Linked DNA regions of Pan troglodytes: region 2 is linked to region 1. A link is a contact called in public Hi-C data. All regions are on one chromosome and are shown on one strand. The core of a region is the stretch at or near the end of the contact, and the rest is flanking DNA. Distances in the headings are between cores, read along the strand shown.

Region 1 (7,019 bases), core at 2,171-4,670:
CTAACCACATGCCCCGGAGCCAGCCATTCCCACGGTGGCCCCCATCAATGCCCCACCCTCCTCCTGTCCTTGCCCAGTGCTGGCTCCCTTGGGCCTGGGCTTGGGACCCGACACATCCCCATCTGAGATCAGTATCCACGAAGGAGACTCCGGGTGTGATGCGAGGGCCTGCCATAACCCAGCACTGCACCCAAAATGGCGCCACCTCATCTGCTGGCTCTGCCGACAGCACTATGGGGACTGTGAAGACAGGAGGGAGAAGGGGAAGGAGAACAGGACGGCCACAGGAGGGAAGGAGTAGTCTGGCCCCTTCCAGCACTAAGGTGCCCTGGGGACAGTCCCTTGGGGTGCCTACTGGACCTCAGATAACCTTACTCCCCAAAGCCCCTCACAGCCCTGTGGGCCATATCACCCGTCCTTGGTGCCAGGCCCAGGCAGGGCTTTCCATTGCCCCACAGTCCTCCAGAGGGTGTAATTAGGCCCATTTTACAGATGGGGCATACTAGAGCCCCAGCACTGTGCTGGTGGCTCCAAAAGCAGCAAGGGGTCCCCAGGCCAGGCCCAGCTGACCCCTATGTAGGGACTGGGTGCCTCCCCCTTCCACTTCCCTCCAGGGTTGACCTCAGCAGCTCCTGGTTGGGCTTTTCCCAGAGCCAAGGCCGGAAGCACGAGTCCCGAGTGTTTGTTCAGGCTGGGCTGGGGCTCCGGGCTGGCGAGGCGGAAACAGCCGCAAGATGTTTGTCCAAGGGGTCAGGCTCCCCCACCGGGAGGAAGGAGGAAGGAGGAAAGGCCGGAGGAGCAGGAGGCCCGAGTCAGCTCTCCCAGCCAGGTTCTCACCTCCAGCCTTGCCTTCCTCACCCCCAGAGGCTGGGCTGCACACAGTAGGCGCTCAGTGGCTGAGGAAGGAGATGTGGTGCTCTCCTCCGGCATCCTTCACTCAGCCGGGGCTCAGGCCCCAATCCCAATCGCCCTGGCCTCCTCTTCCTTCTGTCTTAGTCCAAACTGTGTGCCCCCGACAAATTCAAATGTTGAAACCCCCAATACCTCAGGATGAGACTGTATCTGGAGACAGCCTTTAAAGAGTTCATTAAGTTAAAATGAGATGGTATGAGGCGATTAGGGCCAGGTGCGGTGGCTCACGCCTGTGATCCTAGCACTTTGGGAGGCTGATGCAGGAGGATCGCTTGAGCCCAGGAGTTCGAGACCAGCCTAGGCAACACAGTGAGACCCCCCCCCCCCGCCCATCTCTACAAAAAGTTAGCTGGGCACGGAGGCTGCTGCCCGTAGTCTCAGCTACTTAGAGGACCGAGGTGGGAAGATGGCTTGAGCCCAGGAGGTCAAGGCTGCAGTGAGCTGTGGCTGTACCACTTGCACCCTCCAGAACTGAGAGGAAATAGGTTTCTGTTGTTGAGCGATCCAGTCTGTGGTCTCTTGTTACGGCAGCCTAGCAAGCAAACCTCCCCCCCGCCCCGTGACCTCTCCCGCTATTCTGGAGGCTGCAAGGCCAAGTCCAAGACCAAGGAGTCTGCAGGGTTGGTGTCTGCTGCAGCCTCTCTCCTTGGCTTGCAGATGGTGCCTTCTGGCTGTGTCCTCACATGATCTTTCCTCACTTCCTGCATATCTGAATCCTCAGCTCCACTTCTTTTTTTTTTTTGAGACAGGGTCTGACTCTGTCACCCAGGCTGGAGTGCAGTGTTGCGATCTCAGCTCACTGCAGCCTCGACTTCCTAGGCTCAAGCCATCCTCCAACCTCAGCCCCCTGAGTAGCTGGGACCCCTGGCAGAGGCACCATCGAGGCTTCCCTTTGGCTCTCCGCTCCAGCAGCACTGGCCTCCTCACTGAGCTTGGTCCAGGACGGTGCTTTTGCTGTGCCCTCTGCCTGTCGTGCCCTTTCCAGATCTCCCCAGGGCTGCCGCCTTCTTATCCCTCAGGTTTCTGCTCAAATATCCCCCTCCAAAGAGGCCCTCCCTGACCAAAGTGCCAATCAGGGCTAGTATCCATCTCTCTCACTGGATGGACCTTCACCAGGGCAGGGGATATGTCTCCAGGGCCACAGCAGGGCCCGGCACACAGTAGGTGCACAGTAAAGGTTTGCTGAAGGCAGTCAGGCTCACCTTGGTACTGCCACCCCATCTCCCAAAACACAGGGTCACAGGGTCTCAGAGGCAGAGCAGGGCCTCCAGGGGGGCCCGTGGATGTGGGTGGTCCAACCATGAGGCCTGCCTACCTGCTGGGGGCACAGGCTGCAGCCACCCAACCCCTCGGCTTCCCACGCAGCACCTGTGTTCACCGCCCCCTTCCCCATCTGTCTTCCAGTGATTCCTCCAGAGGCTGCTTGTTTGGGAAGAAGGCTAGATGGCTAAGCAGGTAGGACCAGGTGGAAACCCAGCCCATCACTTTGGACTTGGGGACTCTGCCAGTGCCTCCCTGCTCCAGTGTCTGAGGAGGACTTGAGCATAGGAAGGTGCGTGCCTGCTCAGTCCTGGGACTCGTGGGGTGGAGCATTCACCTGGGGACTCGTGGGGTGGAGCTGGGGCTGGGACCACTGCCTGCACCTCCATCTGGGAGCAGGATGAGGGAAGGGCAGGAAACCACTGGGAGGCGCTGGGTGGGAGTTCGCTCTTTGCTCAGTCAACCCTGTCTTGAGACAGCCCTACTCCCACTTGAAAGGCTGAGACAGAAAAGACTGACACCACCAAGTGTGGGTGAGGATGTGGAGCGACAGGGGCAGGGGTGAAATGTGAAATGGTGCAGCCACTCTGTAAAACCTTTTGCTAGTTTCTTCAAAAAAAAGTCAAATGTGGCTGGACGCGGTGGCTCACGCCTGTAATCCCAGCACTTTGGGAGGCCGAGGCGGGCGGATCACGAGGTCAGGAGATAGAGACCAGCCTGGCTAACACGGTGAAAACCTGTCTCTACTAAAAATACAAAAAAAATTAGCCGGGCGCGGTGGCAGGCGCCTGTAATCCCAGCTACTCAGGAGGCTGAGGCAGGAGAATGGCATGAACCCGGGAGGCGGAGCTTGCAGTGAGCCGAGATTGCGCCACTGCACTCCTGGGACAGACAGAGTGAGACTGTCTCAAAAAAAAAAAAAAAAAAAAAAAAAAAAAAGTCAAATGTAGACACGTGCATCCTGGCAATCCCACGTCTAGATATTGGAATAAAATTAAAACACAGGTCCATAAAAACCTGTACAGATGCTTGTCACAGCTCCATTGATAATTGCTGCAATCTGGAAACAAGCCAAGTGTCCCTGGGCTGGTGAAGAGGTAAACACATGGAGGCCTCCATACAATGGAACGAAAAGGAACAGCCTCTTGATACTCCGACACAAGGATGCATCTCCAAGCCAGGCTGGAAAGGCTCCACGCTGCAGGATCCCATGTACATGCTGTTTGGAAAAGGCCAGGCCACAGGACGGTACACAGATGGGTAGTTGCCAGGGCTAGGGCTGGGGCTGGGGGGAGGGACTGACTGGGAAGGGCCACCAGGGAATTTTCTGGTTGCTGGGAATGTTCCATGTCTTGTTCAGAGCATTTACAGGGTATAAACGTGCAAAGTTTACCAGACTTCACATTTGAGATCTGGCCACTTCTCCTGATGTAAATTATAACTCAATGAATAAAAGTTTTTAAAAACAACCCAGTTCCATACTCGCCAGCCTGTGCCAGGCTCTTAGCTTGGGGACAGAGCTGGGGCGGGGCGGGTCCCTGGCTTTCAGACCGGCAGGGGTGGGAGGGGCCCAGGCTGGGGTGCTGCGAAGGCGACCCAGGGAGGGCGCCCGAGCCCCGCCCAGGCCAGGCCCCAGGCTCTCCCGTGCTCCCGCCCCGCAGAGAGAGGCCGGAAGCGGCCCCGGAGGGCCCATTGTCCGCGCTTCCGTTCCGGCTCCGCCTCGTCCTCCCGCGGCCAGAGGTGCGACCTCTGAGCCCCTGGCCAGCTCCCAGCCGGCCTAGGGGGGCGGGGGCACGGGGCGGAGGTCCCGCAGCCCGTGCTCGTCCCGCCTCGCTTGGAGGGAGCAAGGGCTCCGAGCCCTGGGCCCAGGTCCTGTGCCTCCGCTTCCCCGGCTGCGGGTACACCCCCAGCTCCCCGAGCCCCCCGGGCCCTCGCTGCTCCACCCAGAAGTTGCGGTGACTGCGGCCCCAGCACCCCGTTCCCTGGCCGGGCATCACTTGCGCAGCACGCTGCCCCCAGAGGACAGGGCTACAGTTAGTCGCCCACACCTCATTCACCCCCTTGGGCCCTTGAGCGTCTCAGAAGCCGCAGATGCCAAGGAGGGGACGCTGCCTCGCGGATGGTCACTTGGGAGCAAAGCTGGGGACTAAAGGAACCAGGGACAGAGATTCCCGCTCTCGCCAAATTGGCCGCTCTGGGCCAGGCACTGGGGACACACCGGGAAGCCGGATAGCCAGGTCCTGTCCTCAGGGCCCCGTCCGGAAGAGGACTGGGCAGCCTCGAGTCCGCGGCAATGAATGAATGTTCAATTGCACAGATGGGGAGGCGAAGGAGGGAGGGAGGGCAGTCGCTTGGGCGGTCATTGGAGGCTCTGGGAGGCTATGCGCCGGCAAGAAGCCGCGGGGTGGAGGCAGCCCTGCGGGAGTCGGCGAGGGCCGCGTGGATGTGCTCGGTGGTTTTGAGGCCAGTGGCTGGAGGGGCGTGAGAGTGGGAGACCAGACTTGAGGGGAGTGGCTGGAGTTGAGACTCAAATCCAAGAAGGAAATGGTGGGGCTTGGACCACTTGCCTACTGAGAAAAATGGAAGTCGGGAAGGCTTTAGATCTAGTCGCGCTTGGTCACTTCCGTCTCCGGGCCTCAGCTTCCCAGGTTGTAGAAAGCATCAGGGTTGGAGGCTCTGAAATTCTGGCTCCTCTCAAGCCAAGATTAGTATGACTTCATTTTGGTTGTGCAAGAAATGGGCCTGCAGCGGTTCGCAGAGGCAGAGGGACCTAAGCTTGAAGGGCAATCAAACCGGCGTAGGCAGGAACGTCGGGAGCCCAGACCCCAGGCAGGGAGTTTAAGGTCTTGGACACAGAGGGTGCGCTCCTCGAAGCAGCCACAAAGCGGTGACAGAGACCAGGCTTACGTTTTGTTTTGAAATAATTTCAAAGTAACAGAAAAGCCGTGAGAATAGTTCCGAGAACTGCACCCCTTATTAATGCAGATTCACCAAGCTTTAACATTCTGCTCCCCAGCCCTTGCATATTCAAGCCCCCATTGCAAGGGGCAGGCGCGATGGCCCTTGAACCCTAAGCCCTCCAATGTGTATTGCCCAAGAACAAGGACATTCTATTGCACAACCCCAGTGGTTTTCAAGATCGAGTGATTTAACCATAATACAATAATTTAATCTGCACAACCTTACTCAAATATCACCAAATGTCGCAACGAGGTCTTTTATAGCACATCCCCTTCCCATCCCCATCCAGGAGCCACGCCAGGATCACATTTTTAAATTTAATTATTATTATTATTTAAGAAGAGTCTCGCTCTGTCGCCCAGGCTGGAGTGCAGTGGCGCGATCTCGGCTCACTGCAAGCTCCGCCTCCCGGGTTCACGCCATTCTCCTGCCTCAGCCTCTCGAGTAGCTGGGACTACAGGCGCCTGCTACCGCGCCCGGCTAATTTTTTGTATTTTTAGTAGAGACAGGGTTTCACCGTGTTAGCCAGTCTGGTCTCGATCTCCTGACCTCGTGATCCGCCCGCCTCGGCCTCCCAAAGTGCTGGGATTACAGGCGTGAGCCACTGCGACCGGCCAGGATCACATTTAGTTGTTCACCTTTTTCATTTTATTATTTTATTTCGTTTGTTTGTTTTGAGACAGGGGCTTGCTGTGTCATCCAGGCTGGAGTGCAGTGGCACCAGCATGGCTCACTGCAGCCTCGAATTTTTGGGCTCAAGGGATCCTCTCCCCTCAGTCTGCAGAGTAGCTGGGACTATGCATGCCATCACACCAGGCTTGTTCACCTTTATTTTAATTGCAACTTATTCACTAAGCTTACTTTGGCTGAAGTAATTTGAAAAAGATGGGTGCAAAGGGTTCTAGCCTCATCCTTCATAACTGCATAACCCCGGGCAGGGCCCGAGTCCTCTCCAGTGAGAAGTGCCAGGATCTGGGCAGGGCACATGGAGGAGCTGGAGCGGGCAGAGGATGCACTTGCATTCTGAGATGGAGCCATTCTTCCGTCCTCCCTGGCCTGGCCCATTTCCCCAGGCTCTTGGCGAAGGGGTACCTCCTGATTCACCCACCACAGTCTTCGAATGGGGCATCCAAGACTCCCCAAAAGGCACCAACTCCTTGAGAAGGCAGCTTTGGGGAACATACTCCCCATCCTGAGACAGACAAAAGGCCAGTTAGAAGAATTGCTTTAGGTCTGGAAAGGAAGAGGAGCTTGAAGGACTCCGGAGACTGGAGATAAACCCTTCTGAGAGTCAGGAGGTTTTCATTTTATATTTGCAATAAAATTGGGGGATAGTCCAACCAACTTGTCAACTAATAGAGGTTAAAAATAATTTCTTTAACTTTTACTATGGAAAATGTAAACACAGGCAAAAGTAGAGAGACCTCTACAATGAACCTTTACTTACCCATTACCCAGTGGTAACAAAAATAATTCTTGATGATGGATTACTATGGATTTTGGGCAGAAAATTCAAAGGAATAATTGTGTTGCATTGCTCCAGTACTCCCTCCTTTCCCTTTGCTTATTTATGTGACAAGACTTCTCAGTGCTTACCTCTATAAAAATGAGAAATTGGAAGAGACGATGCCGACCATTGACTCATCACAGAAATAAAGAATGTTTATCCACTGGTGCACTAAATGAGGTTTGGGTAGTAGCGCAACAATCAATGTATAAGAAATACATTGCTAACAACATTTTACTTTGTTTAATAAGTATCTATCAACATTTGTAGGCCGGGTGCAGTGGCTCACGCCTGTAATCCCAGCACTTCAGAAGGCCAAGGCAGGAGGATCACTTGAGCTTAGGAGTAGAGACCAGCCTCAGCAACATGGTGAAACCCC
Region 2 (7,019 bases), core at 1,158-3,657, 310 kb after region 1:
TGAACTCGTGCATGTGTCTCTTGGAATCAGCTACCCGCTGGGACCTTCCCTTTGAAAACTTGGGTTCGACATTTACTGCTTTGAGTCCTCAAATCCGCTGGTGCAAAGATCTGAGAACTGTGCTTTTCTACAATTCAACTCCAATTTTTGGTCCCGGGTCCGTAGTCCACCATTGCAGGGCCCTGGTTATTTCTGGCTCTGCAGTGCCACCTGCAGGCCATAATTAGATCTGCAGCCTGAGGAACATTTCCCACCTCTAAGGTCTCAAACTAGGAATGAGATTGGGGAGTCTAGCCGGGCCCATGACTCCAGGTGACCAGGAATTGCTAAAGTGAAAAAGTGACCCTAGAAGGTTCTCATAGACAACTTGGTGGTAAATGATAGGAAACCTCTCTTCTCCCACTGTTCACTTTCTTGAAGCATTAAATTCCTCCTAGGGTTTCAATCCTCAAGTTGCAGGGGTCTCAGAATCCTACCTAACTCCTCTTCCTCCCCACAAGCGTGCTTACCCTGAAGCCTTCCATCTCAGTGATTTCTCAGTCCTGAAATGCTGGAGTCATCTTTATTTATCCTATACCCTACGTTTAGTCCATCAGCAAACCCTGTCTGCTCCATCCTCCAAAGACATGCCTAGAGCCTGACCACTTCACACCACTTTCTCTGCTCTTACTCTGGTGTGAGCCAACATCATCTCTCAATTGGAAAAGATTCCTCCCTAGACATTTCTCCAAAGAAGATACACAAATGGACAACAAACACAGGAAAAGACGCTCAACATCATTAGTCATTAGGGCCATGCGAATGAGAACTGCAGTGAGATACCCTTTCACACCCATTAGCACAGCTTTTATTTTAAAAATGAAACATAACAAGTGGTGGTAAGGATGTGGAGAAATTGGAACGCTTATACATTGTTGGTAGGAACATAAAATGGTGCAGCTGCTGTGAAAACAGTATGGTGATTTCTGAAAAAGTTAAACATAGGCTGGGTGCAGCGGCTTATGCCCGTATTCCCAGCATTTTAGGAGGCCAAGACAGGAAGATCACTTAAGCCTATGAGTTTGAGACCAGCCTGGGCAACACGGAGAGGCCCCACCTCTACAAAAAATTGAAAAAATTAGCTGGGCATGGTGGTGCATGCCTGCAGTCTCAGCTACTCAGGAGGCTGAGGTGAGTGTATCACTTGAGCCTGTGAGGTTGAGGCTGCAGTGAGCCGTGATTGTGCCACTGTACTCCAGCCTGGGTGACAGAGTGAGACCCTGTATCTAAAAAAAAGAAAGAAAGAAAAGTTAAACATAGAATTACCATATGATCCAGGAATTCTACTTCTGGGTATATACCCAAAAGAACTGAAAGTAGAGAATCAAACACATACTTATACAACCATGTTCATATCAGTATTCACAATAGTCAAAAGTTAGATATAACCCAAATGGCTATCAACAGATGAGTGGTTCACCATGAGAACCTGATGATGAAATGCAATATATCTATGTAATGAAATACTATTCAGCCATCAGAAGGAATAAAGGAATGAGTACTGATACATCCATCAACATGGAGGAACCTTGAAAACATTGTGTTTAGTGGAATAAGCCAGATACAAAAGGCCAAATGTTGTATGATTCCCACTTATATCAAACATCTTTTTTTTTTTTTTTTTTTGGAGGTGGAGTTTCACTCTTGCAACCCAGGCTGGAGTGCAATTACGTGATCTTGGCTCACTGCAACCTCTGCCTCCCGGGTTCAAGTGATTCTCCTGCCTCAGCCTCCCGAGTAGCTGGGATTACAGGTGCCTGCCACCATGCCCGGCTAATTGCCTGGCTAATCTTTATATTTTTAGTAGAGACGAGGTTTCGCCATGTTGGCCAGGCTGGTCTCGAACTCGTGACCTCAAGTGATCCGCCCACTTCAGCCTCCCAAAGTGCTGGGATTATAGGCGTGAGCCACCATGCCCAGCCTATATCAAACGTCTTGAACAGGCAAATTCATCAGTACAGGAAGTAAATTAGAGGTTACCAAGGACTGCAGGGGGGAAGGGAGAATGGGGTGTTATTGCTTAATGGGTTCAGAGTTTTTGTTTGGGGTGATAAAACATTATGGAAATATAGAGTAGTGATGACTATATGACATTGTGGATGTACTTAACGCCGCTGAATTGAACACTTAAAATGGCTAAAACAATACATTTTATGTTATATATGTGTCACTGGTAAAGGGTCGTGACTGCCAATTGTCCAGGTTCTTGGTGTTTTGAACAAAGAATTGAACAAAACGCCCAGCAAAGCAGAGAAAATGAAGCAACAAAAGAACAAAAGCAGGGATTTATTGAAAACGAAAGTACACTCCACAGCGTGGGAGCGGCAGGAGCAGCGACTCAAGGGCCAGCCATACAGAATCTTCTTGGGTCAAAATACCCTCTAGAAGTTTCCCCCTGGGCACTTCATGCTTACCTCATGTAAATGAAGTGGTAGCCCGTGATCAGTCAGGTTGCTTTTTGCAACCAATCAGAGGCTAGGGTGAAGTTACAAAGTTATACTTCTATGCAAAAGAAGACTCAGCTGCAATCAGTCTGATTGGTTGTGGACAGCAACCATTCAGAGGCTGGAGTGAAGTTACAAAGTTGCGAAGGAAGACTCAACAGGCAATCAGTCTGATTGGTTGTGGACAGCCAATTTCCCATCTGCTGTCCAGAAAAGGCTGGGGGTTTGCAAAGGGAGTAGCCTCTGGTCGTTTTTTACTTAGGCATGGAAAGTTAGGGTTTTCCTTTCAAGTTAGTTCAAGGAAGTCGGAGTGAGGCATAAGGCTGCCTGCCTTAGGTTCCCTGCCTGCAGACTCTATTCTCCTGCCTCCTATGTTTTACTGCAGTTTTTTTCTTTTTCTTTTTCTTTCTTTTTTTTTTTTTTTTTGAGACGAGTCTTGTTCTGTCGCCAGGCTGGAGTGCAGTGGCGCAATCTCGGCTCACTGCAACCTCCGCTTCCCAGGTTCAAGTGATTCTCCTGCCTCAGCCTCCCGAGTAGCTGGGACTACAGGCACATGCCACCACGCCTGGCTAATTTTTATATTTTTAGTAGAGACGGGGTTTCACCGTGTTGGCCATGATGGTCTCGATCTCTTGACCTCGTGATCCGCCCGCCTTGGCCTCCCAATGTGCTGAGATTACAGGCATGACCCACTGCGCCTGGCCAGTTTTTTTCTTTTTAAAGCAAGGGGAAAATGCTCCTCCCTGGTCTCCCTATCTGCACTCCCCACACAGTAGCCAGAGAGGTCCTGTGAAACTCTGTCACTTCCAGCCTCTGCTCAGAACTGTGTCTCTCACTCCCTCAGAGTAAAGGCCAGGTAGCCCTCAAAGCCCCTCAACACCTGGCCCACGTGTCCTCCCAGTTTCCTCCGGGCCTCACTCACCGGATGGACGCTGCCTCCTCGCTGCCCCTCTGACCGGTGAGCGCTTGTGCCCCTGCGGCCTTGCATGGCTGCTCCCTCTGCTGGGAACTTTCTCCTCCCAATATCCACACAGTCCGCCTGCTCCCCTCCTTCAGGCCTTTGCTCAATGTCCCGATTTGGTGAGGCCTTCCCTGGCCACCTATTGAAACCCGTATACTCATCTCCACCCTGGCACCCCAGCCCCTCCCCTGCTTGATTTTTCTCTGGCCGCCCTCAGCTACATGCGTATTTTAGTTATTTATCTGCTTATTGTCTTGTCTCCTTTCACGTAATTTGAGCTTTAGGAAGGCAGGGATCATTGTCCCTGTCCAGTTCACCGGCACATAGTAGACACTCGACAGTGATTTGTTGAATGAATGAATGCATGAATGAATGCCTACAGTTGGGAGTGGGCAGGCTGTGAGGCAACAGAGAGTACGGGGACTGGGGATTACTGGGAGCTCAAGTCCCGGCTAATGCTCTCCAGCTGGTTTTTGTCTCGTGGGAAAGCATGTCATTACTGCCCAATTGACTATTTAAGAGAAGCCAGAAATCTGGATTTTTAGTGAAATTCTCCAATGTTTCAAGCACTGAGAACTAGTGTAGGTTTATAAAACATCTTGAGGACCAAATGATACCTATCTGTGTGCCAAGTTTGGCCCATGGACACCTGGTGGTGGCAAATGGTGGTGGCAAACGGTGGGTGCAGGGTGTTCAGATTTTTCTCCCCATCCCTGCCTCCTCTCCTGGGCTTCAGACCATCCATCTAACCAGCTGCCTCCTGAGCACCTCCACCTGGATGGCCTCCCAGACTTTCAGAATCAACAGGTTCCACCCTGAATTCATCCTCCCTTACTGTCAACCAGAATCTCCAAGCTCCTCATCTCAGTGACACCCCCAGCCCTCTTCTCTCACTCACCCCCACATCTTGTCTCCTAAATCAATATTTCCCAGCCTGCCCCCGCTGCCTGCCCTGTTCCCAAGGCCCCTGCCCAGGCTCAGGCCATCATCTCACTGGGTGCCTGTTCTCATCGTCTCTTCACTGAGTTGGCGGCTTCACTTTAAGATATAACTGGGGGAGTGGGTGGAGCACACCACAATCTGGTCAGCTCAGGTCCTGCAGAGGTCTTGATCCGGCCTTGGGGTAGAGGGATTATACACACACACACACACACACACACGTATATACATATACATATACAAAAACATATATATCAAATATGTATATATAAGTCAAAGTGTAAAAATCTGAAGCGTATAGCATCTACCCTCCTGTGCCACCCACATCAGGGTTTTTAAATAGCATCTACCCTCCTGCACCAAGAAGTAGAACACTTCCAGTTTCCCAGCAGGCTCCCTCATGCCCCTTCTCGGTGAGCACTGTCCCTCCGCTCCCCCAACACGGTTCTGACCTTTATTACTGCAAACCAATGAAACCCCTCCTAGAATTTCACATGAATAGGATCGTCCAGTTAGTAGAATTTTATGTCTGGCCTTTTTTTTTTTTTTTTTTTGCTCAGTATAATGATTCTGAGATTCATCTATGCTGTGGTGTGCACAGGTAGTTTGTTCTTTTTATTGTATGGATGCGCCATTGTGTAAATTGATCACAATTTGTTTATTCAGCCACCCATTGATGGCTATTGGGCTGTTTCTGGCTTTTGGCAATTATGAGGATGTCTGCATGAACTTCCCTGTGGCAGCCTTTGGTGGACATAAGTCTGCCTAGAAGCAGAATTTCTGGGTCCTACCTTAAGTGCATGTCTGCCCTTCATGTAAAATGACGAGGAAAAGTGGCTATAGCTTGTACTTTGCATTCCCTCCATCAGGGAATGAGAGTTCCAGTTGCTCCACAGTCTTGCCAATACTTGACATTGTTGGTCTTTGATTTCACCAGTGCTTTCTCTGGAGAGTCCAGGCATGGTCATGGTTGAAGTCTCTGCTCTCAGCTCCCGCCTCAGTCTTCCTTCAGCCAGTCTGACCTGATGACCTCTTGCTTTCCTGCTCCTAGAAATGCCCCTGTGCTTTAGGCAGCCCCTCCAGCTGCTTCTCTTCCCATGGGGCAAGGAATTTGCAGGACCCAGGGGACACCCCTTCTTGGAGCACATCCCATCCCCTTCTAGACCAGGCCATGAGTATTCAGTACCTGAAGATTCTCTGTTCCCATGTCCCAGTGTCCTGAAGCCCATTTCCAGGGCCTGTGTGGGCCTCTTTCCCAGCCCACGCTCCTAAGGGCAGACCATCCTCTCAAGGTGGGAGAGCAGCAGGACTTGTTTTCCAAGCCTCAGTTACAGACCTGCTAATCAAGGCAGGATATAGCAAAGAAACTGGCGCAAACCAGCTAGGACCAGGATGGTGATGAAAGCAACCTCTAGTTGCCCTCATTAGTCATTATATGCTAATTATAATACATTTGCATAAGATACTCCCACCAGCCCCATGACAATTTTCAAATGCATGGCAACACCCAGGAAGTTACCTTATATGATTCCTGGAACTCCTCGCCCATTTTCCAGAAAGTTCATGAATAACCTACCCTTTATTTAGTGTATAATTAAGAGAGGGTCTAAAAAGAGCTAGGCAGCAATGCACGAGTGCTACTCTGGGCCCCTCTGCCTGTGGGAGAGCCCTGCTCTGTCTATAGGGAAGCGTTTTGCTGTACACTGCTGCTCTAATAAACTTGCTTTCTTTCACTGATGCTGGCTCTTGAATTCTTTCCTGAGTGAAGCCAAGAACCTACCAAGGCTAAGCCCTAACTTTGGGGTTCACCTGCATCACTCTGGCGTGTGTACTACTAAATCTGAAGGTTGGCCAAGGACAGCTGCAGGTTGGGGTGTTCATCTGCAAGCGTGTGAAGACCTTAGCTGTAGAGGATGAAGCCCGGGGTCAGGAAGAGAAAGCAGGTGGGCTGCAAGCTGGGGCGACTTTCCCCACACTCTCACATGTGAAACTTCCGAGAGTCTAGTAATCCCAGATTTCTACCTAGCTTCCAGGCTATTATGCACCTTGGACTTCTGTAACAAAGTGCCACACACTGAGTGCCTGAAGCAGCAAAATGTATTCTCTTCACCTGGGATCAGAAGCTCAAAATCGAGGTGTCAGCAGAGTCGGTTCTTTCCAAGGGATGTGAGGGAAGGATCTGTTCCACCAAACACCCATGAGTCCAGCAAACCACCAGGAGCAAGGAGAGACCGGGTGTTCAGTCCTACAGTGTCACCTGCGGGCCTTGTGACCAAATGGCCTCATTGTCCTCTGTGGGCCTCAGTTTGTCTGCAAAATGGGAAACTTAGCTCAAGATAAAAAAAACTGATTGTTGTCTTCCTGTCAAATCTCATCCATATGTGTTTTATTTGTTTGTTTGAGACAGGATGTTACTCTGTCACCTAGGCTGGAGTGCAGTGGTGCGATCTTGGCTCACTGCAACCTCCGCCTCCCAGGCTCAAACGATTCTTGTGCCTCCATCTCCTAAGTAGCTGGGATTACAGGCATGCTCCACCACACCCAGCTAATTTTTTCTATTTTTAGTAGTGATGGGGTTTTACCATGTTGGTCAGGCTGGTCTTAAACTCCTCGACTCAAGTTGATCTGCTCACCTC

What was found. Hi-C and Micro-C count contacts between places; a contact is called where the count stands out from the background.
Region 2: a contact with region 1 is called in a Hi-C map of stem cell-derived neural progenitor cells, with 11 times the contacts expected there. The contact joins two enhancer-like sites. A contact is called at or near these places in 4 of 7 Hi-C or Micro-C datasets (blood, induced pluripotent stem cells and stem cell-derived neural progenitor cells).

What each region holds. Positions count from the first base shown.
Region 1 is chr2:132,866,856-132,873,874 of NHGRI_mPanTro3-v2.0_pri, forward strand. No RefSeq gene overlaps it. Among named protein-coding and RNA genes, the nearest start is that of PLXND1, 20 kb to the left of the region's middle. Within about 2 kb of position 3,421, at least 17 of the 24 cell types and tissues checked have an H3K27ac peak or open chromatin away from gene starts, as enhancers often do. A contact at or near this core is called in stem cell-derived neural progenitor cells, where this site is marked.
Region 2 is chr2:133,178,919-133,185,937 of NHGRI_mPanTro3-v2.0_pri, forward strand. No RefSeq gene overlaps it. Among named protein-coding and RNA genes, the nearest start is that of TRH, 38 kb to the right of the region's middle. Within about 2 kb of position 2,408, at least 5 of the 24 cell types and tissues checked have an H3K27ac peak or open chromatin away from gene starts, as enhancers often do. A contact at or near this core is called in stem cell-derived neural progenitor cells, where this site is marked.